Regions from separate parts of the Mus musculus genome. Here region 1 is linked to region 2. The links are chromatin contacts, called in public Hi-C maps. All regions are on one chromosome and are shown on one strand. Each heading gives the region's core, a stretch centred on a gene start, on an enhancer-like site or on the middle of the called end of the contact. The rest is flanking DNA. Distances are from core to core; before and after follow the strand shown. Region 1 has its middle 13 kb from the start of Gm46406. Region 2 overlaps 2610307P16Rik (RIKEN cDNA 2610307P16 gene).

The links. A called contact is a pair of places that touch in the nucleus more often than the background predicts.
Region 1: a Hi-C map of uterus shows a contact between it and region 2, with 3 times the contacts expected there. The contact joins two enhancer-like sites. A contact is called at or near these places in 6 of 484 Hi-C or Micro-C datasets (the AML12 cell line, myocytes, nephron progenitors and 3 more) and 5 of 115 datasets of contacts at active chromatin or transcription factors (craniofacial prominence, embryonic basal ganglia, embryonic forebrain and 2 more).

What each region holds. Positions count from the first base shown.
Region 1 is chr13:28,930,438-28,934,920 of GRCm38.p6, reverse strand. No RefSeq gene overlaps it. Among named protein-coding and RNA genes, the nearest start is that of Gm46406, 13 kb to the left of the region's middle. Within about 2 kb of position 2,975, at least 71 of the 459 cell types and tissues checked have an H3K27ac peak or open chromatin away from gene starts, as enhancers often do. A contact at or near this core is called in nephron progenitors and uterus, where this site is marked.
Region 2 is chr13:28,626,611-28,631,327 of GRCm38.p6, reverse strand. The region is part of intron 5 of 2610307P16Rik (RIKEN cDNA 2610307P16 gene); the gene reads left to right. Among named protein-coding and RNA genes, the nearest start is that of Mir6368, 82 kb to the left of the region's middle. Within about 2 kb of position 1,572, at least 122 of the 459 cell types and tissues checked have an H3K27ac peak or open chromatin away from gene starts, as enhancers often do. A contact at or near this core is called in nephron progenitors and uterus, where this site is marked.

The DNA of each region.
Region 1 (4,483 bases), core at 1,726-4,225, 300 kb before region 2:
AGCTACATAAGGAAGCTGCCACCACCCCCACCCCCCAAATTCCATGGGGATGTGGTTATAGCTCAGTGACAGCTTAGCCTGTCTTTAGACTCATGAGTTTAATTCTCCACAGAGCTGGACAGGCCGATTTGCCTACCAGTACACCCAGCACTCAGGAGCCTAAAGCAGGAAGTTTGCCCTAAGTTTGAGGGCTGCATAGGAGTTCTGGGCCAGCCAAGGGTACCTATCAAGATCCTCCCTCAAAAAGTCAAACAAACACAGGCATACACAGACGCACATGCACCTAAGTAGCCTGCCAGGCAGAACAATTGTTTTTTTGTTGTTAGTGTATACAAGGTTTATCTGGGCTTCCAGTAGAGCATGGACATGCTCTGTCTCCACACCTGGAAATTCAGATTTACCACGCTGAGGTGAAATTCAGACCCCTGCATGGCCTTAGTTAAGCACACATGTTTCTAATGCAGGCAAAAACATGTCAGAAATTCATTATCAATGTGTTTGCAAGCCCTTGCTTCAGAGGAGGCTTGTGTTGTGGGTGATACCCACTCCCATTAGGGGCGGAGGAGATTCTGGGGAAATGGCAGATGCCTAGGTTTAGCCACCAAAAGACAGAATTAATGCAATTACTCTCTGTGCTAGTCCAGAGAGAAGGAGAGGGGTATGGGGAAAGCGGGAGTGGGAGGGAGGGAGGGAGAGAGAGAGAGAGAGAGAGAGAGAGAGAGAGAGAGAGGTGCTTCATTTCCAGTCGGCCGCAGAATTTACTTATAATTGTGCAGTGTTTAAAGCAGCACATTTGAACACTCGATGTTTTTACAGACGGCTCACAAATTCAAGGAGTTATTATTACAGATATATTCAGTGTTTTTACAGACATTTAATGTCCCTTGGAACATTACATTCCTTTACAAATCCCCCTTCTGTCAAATTCTCTAATTTAATAGGATTATCCCCTAATGGAATGCTTTAACAATATTTCTCAAGTTAAGGTCTGAGAACCATCTATTTATTATGCAATCCACAAACCATATGCCGACCTTTCGTGAAAATGTTATCTGAAGCTGTCCAGGATGTTCATGTAGAGCTTCAGGCTCGTGTGCACAGTTGCAGGATTATCTTCACCAAGATGGGAGCGACTCAATAGCAGAAGCTCGCTTTCAGAGTTCACGTCGGCGGGTTCTGGGCATTATATGGATTCACTACTTTACTTGACTCTAGCCAGATCATGTGCAAATGTATCCAAGGTCACGGAAGCCAGTGAGCAACAGGAGAATGTGACCTCCTTCATGAATACAAACCAGGGGCAGCATGGAAACATGGCGTTGTGCCCGGTGGTAACTGGCACTCAGTGAACTACTGAGAGCTTAAAGCGTCTCTTCAGATAACTTCCCAGCCAGGTTTGCCAGTGCTTTCCCTGGGGACAGAGGGTCAGGCAACCTTCCAGCTGAGTCCTCTAAGTTCTTGAGAAGGGATGTTGAAGACCACAAGCTTCATCATTCAGCAATGAGCCTCTTGCTGACATTAAGGCTCAGCTGGCAAAGTACTTGTCTACCACGCACAAAGCCTTAGGTTCAATCCCAGTGCCATGTAAAGTCTATGCAGGGCTGTGCACAGCTGTCGTCTCAGCATTCCAGTGGTAGAATCAAGAGTACCAAGTTCAAGATCACCCTTGGATACTCAGTGAGTTCAAGGCCAACTTGGATATAGGAAATAATGTCTCAAAATAAATAAACTAGCAAATTACTAATCAGAATAGATGAGGTGGCTCCATGCATATAAAGGGACTTGCTCCCAAGCCAAATGACTTGTGTTGGATCCTTGGAACCACGTGGCAGAGGAAGAGACGTGACACTCCAAAGTTGTCTTCTGATTTCTACATGTGGACTGTGGCATGTGTGTAGAACCTCCCCCCCCCCCTCAACCCCAGGCACAAGCATACTCACACAAATAAATAAATAAGATATGATAACTTAAAAAAAAAACACCAAAAAAAAAACCCCAAAAAACAACTACACAATCCATATGTGTCTCACAACCCCCACGTCTTTCTAAAGTCGCAAAATCTTCTTGGAAGTTGGTCATGCTTAGATCTATTCGTCCTCTATTCTGTGGATCACTTTTGTGGGTATAAAGGCCCCAGCATCCCTACCTAATGTTTGTGGAACTCAACTTTCGAAAGTGGTTTTGGCTGGCACAGGATGACTCTGATCCTCTTGCTTCAGCAGTGCACAATCATTGGTCCAGCTCAGCTCCATTTCATTGACACACTAGCAGGGAGAAAGGTTCACCTTGTGTTTGGGGTCCTCTTATCTATGTAAAAGATGACAGCTGGTTGGGCAGCTGGTTAGGCCAGTCCTGTGCACAAGGAGAGAAGGGGAAAGAACCGTGCGGATCCTTTAAAGTTAGGGAACAGAAAAGAATGTTGTCCTTGCTTTCTTGTCCCCTGATGTAGAGAGAGGTCTTCATCTTTGACCCCTCTCTATCAGCTTTGTTTCTCAGTAGTTGGATGTCTTTATCCCACCCACCACCTCCACCACCACCACCACCACCCCTACCACCACCCCCACCACCACCACACCCCCCCACCACACCCCCCCCTCCTTTTTTTTTTTTAATTGGCTTGTAGAGAGGAGGGAGGTGGAGGAGGAGTTGAGGGCTCAAAAAGAGAGTCCTGCAATTAGCAGGAAGGTGATGGTGCAGTTTTTACTTTATGTTTGTAAGTTGAGTAAAGTTAAGATGCAAATTGTGATTTTCCTCATACACATCACACACACACACACACACAGACACACAGACACACACACACACACACACACACACACACACCTCAGTCCCTCCCCCTCCTACTGTTCCTGTTCCTTCGGGTGTTTTGGCCCAGTTGGAAGCTGATATTTAAAAGACATTTGATCTGCCTAATGGAAGCGGAAGAAAACAGGGATGACATCAAGGGGATTTCTGAGAAAGAAATTCTGAAACACAAGGGACAAAAGAATGAGTCACCAAGGCAGTCATGAGAACCGGCCTGCTCAGGCCTCAAACAGCTTGTTGTTGTTGTTGTTTTGGTTTTGTTGTTGTTGTTCTTGTTTGTTAGGAGAGATTGACAGTGTCCTGTTCTGGAGCATTTGGGGGTGGGGTCAATGGGGAACCTCTGGCCAGTCTTTCCTCCTGAGAATGCACCTGGGGGTGGGAATGATATTCAGGGATAAGTTCTGAAATGCACCTTTGGAAATATAGGTGGTTGGTACTGGAGGAACTACAAAGGTAAAATCCTGTGACAGAGGCTAGTCTGTGTCCTTCTCACCCCTGTGACAGAAAGGGGCAAGTTCTTTTTCTCAGACTCTGGCCTTCCAGGAGTGTCTGAGTAGCCAAGAGATGACCTAGGGCAAGTCTGGGGTGTGTAAGCAGGGAGGGAGGCAGGGTGTGTGTGACTGGGCAATTTTCCTGCTGGACAATGGGGGAGAGGCCATTGATGAGCAGCCAATTCCTGTTTCCTTCCTGTTTTGTGGGCGGAGGGTATGGGATCAGGAGCAGCTGGGGTCAAGAGGGAAAGGCCACCAAGAGGCTGACCATAGCCTGACATCCTAAGCAAGGAGACAGGTTGAGAGGAACAATATCCACGGACTGGTCCAACTCTTGTCTCACACGTGCTTGTCAGCAAGCATGAGGTCCGGAGTTCGATCCCCAGCGCCACTCCTAGAACACACACACTTACACATACAAATATTTACACACATGGATACACTTACACCATGTACACACAAACACAGATGCACAGACACTCACACACACACACACACACACACATACACACACACACACACCATGCATACACACAGATACACACACACACACACACACACACATAGCATGTCTGAAGAATCTGCAGATCTTGAGTTTCAAAGTAGAAATAGAGACTGCCATGAGAATCTATGCGTTGGAATAGAGACTGCCATGAGAATCTATGCGTTGGAATAGAGACTGCCATGAGAATCTATGCGTTGGTTTATTAAACTTGACATTTGCCTCGGCTTGAGAAGGCCCATTTGAAAACAAGACACAGTTTCACTGAGCATGGTCGTTCTCCATGCTATTTCAGACTTACATTTTCAGTGACCACAGCGTAGGATGAAAATCTCGAATATTTATGGAATTTACTGAGGAGCCCTGTAATCTGTCCTTCTGTCTGAGTCAGTCTGTCTGCTCACTAGGACACAGTCCTACAGGGACTCAGAGTCAAAGTTGGGCAGACTCGGGGCCACTTCTCAGCTCGCACCTTCAGGTTCCTTTCCTGAACTGTTGAAACTGGGCAAACACAAGGACAGAGCTGTTCTGCTTTTTCCTAAACTAAGCCTGGGCAGGTCTGTCACTGCTTCTTTACTCTTTGCCCCTGGGGCATGCTTTAAAGTCCCGCCCCTTCCCCAAGCACGTGGCTCCAAATCAGGTTCAGGTTGTGTAACCTTCCTCCCCATCCTTTCTGGGTCCCTGT
Region 2 (4,717 bases), core at 323-2,822:
CTAGGCTGGCTGGCCAGCAGGTTCCATGGAGTCTCTGGTCCCTACTTCTGCAGTCCTGCGATTAGAATACCCATAGTGCCTGGCTTTTCTTCCCACTGTGGTTGCTGGAGCTCAAACTCAGCTTCTCGTTCTTATATAGCAATGCACTTGACCAGCTGAGCTCTCTCTCCTGCCTCTTGTCTGAGGAAGGGGAATTGTCAGTGTACAATGTTCCTGATACCTGCCCTGTACAGAACAGGGTGTGGCAGTCTGACTCCCAGCCCTTTGCTGGAGTTCATGTCTGCTGGGTGGGTGCACAGTCGAGCACCCCACATTGCTAATGAGGCATTGTTTTGTCTTACTGGGTGCCTGGTCCTATGGAACATGAGCTCTGGTCAGGGTGAAGTTGAAGGTTCCATCTGTGGAACACGAGCCCAACGAGGCATCTGTCCAGTGGCTCTTTGATTTAGGACTTGCCTCCAGAAATGTAAGAAACCAATTTCATTGTTTGCAAAGTACCCAATCTAGGGAATCTAAGGGCTTTTTGTTTTTGTTTTTGTTTTTGTTTTTTTTAGCAGTAACAGACTCTACACTAGTGGTGTGTTTTTCCCTAGGTGGGGTGTTTGAAGCCTCTGAAGATGGTCTGTGGGTTATAGTCCAGCAAATGGTGACTGGTGGGTGGGCCCCAGCCAACACGGTCTGACCTCCCCCAGTCCAGGGTGCTCTCCTAAGCTCTGGATTGTTGGCCAGTGGAAACACCAGGCAGGTAGGCAGCTTCCCCTGAAGGTCAGGCCAGTGCAGGGTTTGTCCCTCCCAGAGCAGTTGTTCACCATCCCCCATCCCCCCTTCTCAGGCTTTCTTGTTTCCTGGCCCTGCCTTCCTTTCCTTGGTGGTGTCTACCCCTTCCTGTGGCACTTCATAGCACCCTTTCTTTCTTCCCAAGGGATTTTATAGTTATTAGAGATAAAGACAGGAAGTCTGTAATGAAGTACCAACTCTCATGTGTGCCAGATTCTCTCTCCGCCTCCCTCTCCCTCCACCTACACCCCCCCCCCCCGACACAGAGACAGACAGACAGACAGACAGACAGACAGACAGACATGCATTAAAGGGCAGCCTCAGAACTGTGCTGATGAGGGCTCTTTTCCCAGGCCGCCCACATCCTGCCCCACTGCAGTAGATAGACAAAGTGGGGCTCAGCACACTGTTCAGGGACACTGCTTTTGCTCAGGAATCCAGGACTCTGCCTGGCTGTATGGGAATGTTAGCTCACATCTGTTCATAAACAGCTCCAGGAGGCCTGGGTTAAATTACTACAGACCACTGCCAGCCCTTCCCCAGTAATCCTCTAAAGATGGCAGGTAAAGATAGACTGAGGAGGGGCAGGGCCTTGTCTAACAGCCCTGTATCAAATAGCCAGAGAGCTGGAGAGTCGGGTTGCTCCAGGAATACCCTAATCTTGATTGTATTGTTTTTCCTGTCCCAGAAGGGAGGGTTTACTCTGGGAGGTGGGAGGAGTGTCAGGGCTGGGGTTGCTGGCACCCTGTAAGGAAAACCCACAGACAGCTTGTTCCATTTGGAAGTCTCAGCAGAAATGGCCAGTGGACAGGCATGTCCCTGTTCCTAATCCTTGCAACTGTGGGACACACACAGGCTGGCAAGTGTCCTGGAGCTGCAGGGGAGGGACTGCTGACAATAGGGAGGGAAACCGACTTTGGGCTTTGTGGTGTTCTGGAATCATTATCCGAGTGCACACAGGGCAGGTGACCACACGTGGGACAGGGGTGCGTGTGATCCCTCTCCTGTTGTGTTGGCAGCACTCAGAAATGTCCACAACAGCTCAGGGATTTATACTTCCTGTCCGGCCTCTCAGGGCTTCTGTGGATATACTTAGCAATTACAATCCTGGTTTGGGAATTTCCCTGGGATGGGCCAGGACTTGTTTCCAAAATAACACCTTTCAAAGCAGCCAGAGCCTTTAAAAAATTAGATAATTGTGTGATATTTATAAAACGAATTACATTGTGTTAACAATGTCTGTGCAGATGGTTCCGAGGCTGTGGTAAATAACACCTTATGATTCATTAAGGGCAGCCAGAGAAAGGGCTTTCTAACTGAGTTATTACTGCACAGTTGAGTCTTTATCCCCCCCCTCCCCCCCCCAAAAAAAAAGGTAGTCAACTCTCAAAGTAGAGAAGTACATTTGTGAGGCAGAATGATTAGCCATGGTGTGCAGGGGGCGGGGGTGGAGTGGGGAGCACGGTCGGATTGTCCAGATCCATTCACTCATACACAAGTGTTGTAAACCTGCTTAGCACCGCGTACCAAGAGTTAGAAAGATGCTTGTTGTGTCCCTCCTGCTGGTGAGGGAGGCAGATGTATAAACAGATAATTGTCTTCGAGTGAGTTAAGTGCTAACAGACGTGGGGAAGAAATGTCCTAATGGTATGAGGGCTATCAGTTTACATTGGAGTTGGGGAGGGGGAAACAGTAGCTCCTCAGAGGATGCCACATTTGAGAAATATGCGAGGAGGGAGAATTCTGTAAACAGAGAAATGGGCTTCCTTAGGATTCTCTTATTAACTTTGTAGTACCCCAGGACCTTTGCACATGTTCAAGTTGTCAAATCTATGGTGTGTGTGTGCACTTGCGTGCACCACAGTGGGTACGGAAGCCAGAAGATAACCTCTGGTGTTGGTTTTCATCTTCCACCCTGTTTGAGGCAGGATCTGTTCTGGTTTCCTGCAGCTGCATAGACCACACTAGCTGGCCCACCCACTTCCAGGATTCTCCCAACTCTGTCTGCCAGGAGCTCTGGGATTATAAGCCCACACGACCATGGCCCACTTTCTTCTGGTTCTGGGAGTGGGAAGTCAGGCTCTCAGCCTTGTGTGTGAGCGGGTCCTCACTGAGCCACTTCCATCTTGTTCCTACTGGCTTCAGTTGTCCTGTCCTGTCCTGTCATCCGACTGGCTTACCTTTGCTGCTCCTAATCCACCTGCTTGGAAAACTTTTTTTTTTTTTTTTAAACCTGGTTCGACCTGACAGAAACCAGATGCTGTGTTGCTTCTTCCTCAGGAGAGCCTGTCTTCTCAGGCTCAAGATCAAGTCCCCTGCCTCACTCACCAGGTGCTTCTCCTTCCTGCCATTAGCAGCGATACATTTTCCCTATTTGCATGCTTATTTGCATAATGTGCTTTTTCAACAGACAGAGCCCGCCTCTCTTTGTTCAACCTTTTTTTTTTCCCCTTCCAGATAAACATTTGTTAAATGCATTGGATGAAGGGCATTGCAGTTGTGTAAACAGCAGCAGTCAGAGAATGCCTAGTGGCTGGGTTTTGTGGTTTGAATCTCAAGTATTCCCACCATGTTTGTGCCTTAGATGCCTGTTGGATCCAACAGCATTGGATCAGCTAATGGCATTGATATTTGAGACTGAGGGACTCTTAGGCTGTAGGGCCTATTTGGCATAAGTAATTCACTTGGGATGAACCTTTGAAGGCTGCATCTGCCTCTGGTTCTGTTCCTCCTTTTGGTCTTATGTGATGAGAACAGCCACTGCAACCCCTCTGCACGCACTGTCCCAGGTTGGGCTGTGTGCCATGCCTTTTCTCCATGATGTACCTGCACTGTGAAACCGTGAGCCCCAAAGAAGTTTTTCCTCTCCTCGGTTGCTCTGTCCCAGCACTGTAAGAGTAGCTAGTGCTCTAGGCATGCTGGATCTTGAGGTGTGTGGTTTGTAGAAGGATGAAGATTAACCTGTTGAAGATGCTTTGACGATCTAAGTCTCTGTTTATGTATTAACTCATTTAATATTTTTATGTATTAAGAGAAAGATCAAAGGTCTACCTCTTAATTACTAAATTATCGTTATCAGGTAATATAAGTTGATACGTGGTAATAAAGTATTATCAAAATTATTTGCCAGAGGCCTTTTGTCTTAGATATGTTCTTTTAAAATTGTAGTCTGGGCTTAGCAGGTCTAGGACTTCCCACTAAGACAGAAGACCTGAGTGTGATCCCAAGATCCAGAAGAAAGGAAAGAAATTGACCCCCATAAATTGTCCTTTGACCTTCACACACACCATGAAACATGTGTGCCAAAGTACGTATACACACACACACACACACACACACACACACACACACAAATACAATTAAAAACTGTGGTCAGGATGCTGGATGCTGGCCTACTTAAATGCTCACTGTATAAACTTGAGGTCCTGAGTTTGAATTTCCAGTATTCGTCTCACACACACACACACACACACACACACACACACACACTGCTAGCACTGGACATGTAGAGAGAATCTCTGCAGCATCTTGGCTGTCTGGTCTTCCAGAATCCATGAGCTTAACTTTCAGTGAGAGAAAACACGTAATAAAAAGTAGAATAATAAAGCAATAGAGGAAGGTCTCAGTATGCATTTGTTGCGTGTATTCAAACACAGAGAGGAACATATACATATACGCTGTGTACAGATACACGGGAACTGTGGTCATAGAGAAAATACACCGCCTGTAATTGTCCAGCGGCAAGAGTTCTCAAAAGGTTAACATGACACAGATCTCTGGAATCAAGGCTGATTCACACAGTTTGACCTGTCGGTGTTCTTATGTGCACTGCTTTGGAAATAAAAGAGGTTGGGACAGAAGATTCTATGTCCAACACTAAGAAGTTTCGGGCTGCCTGGAGAGTAAAGAGAAGGGTCTTCACATAAGGTTATCTCCTAAA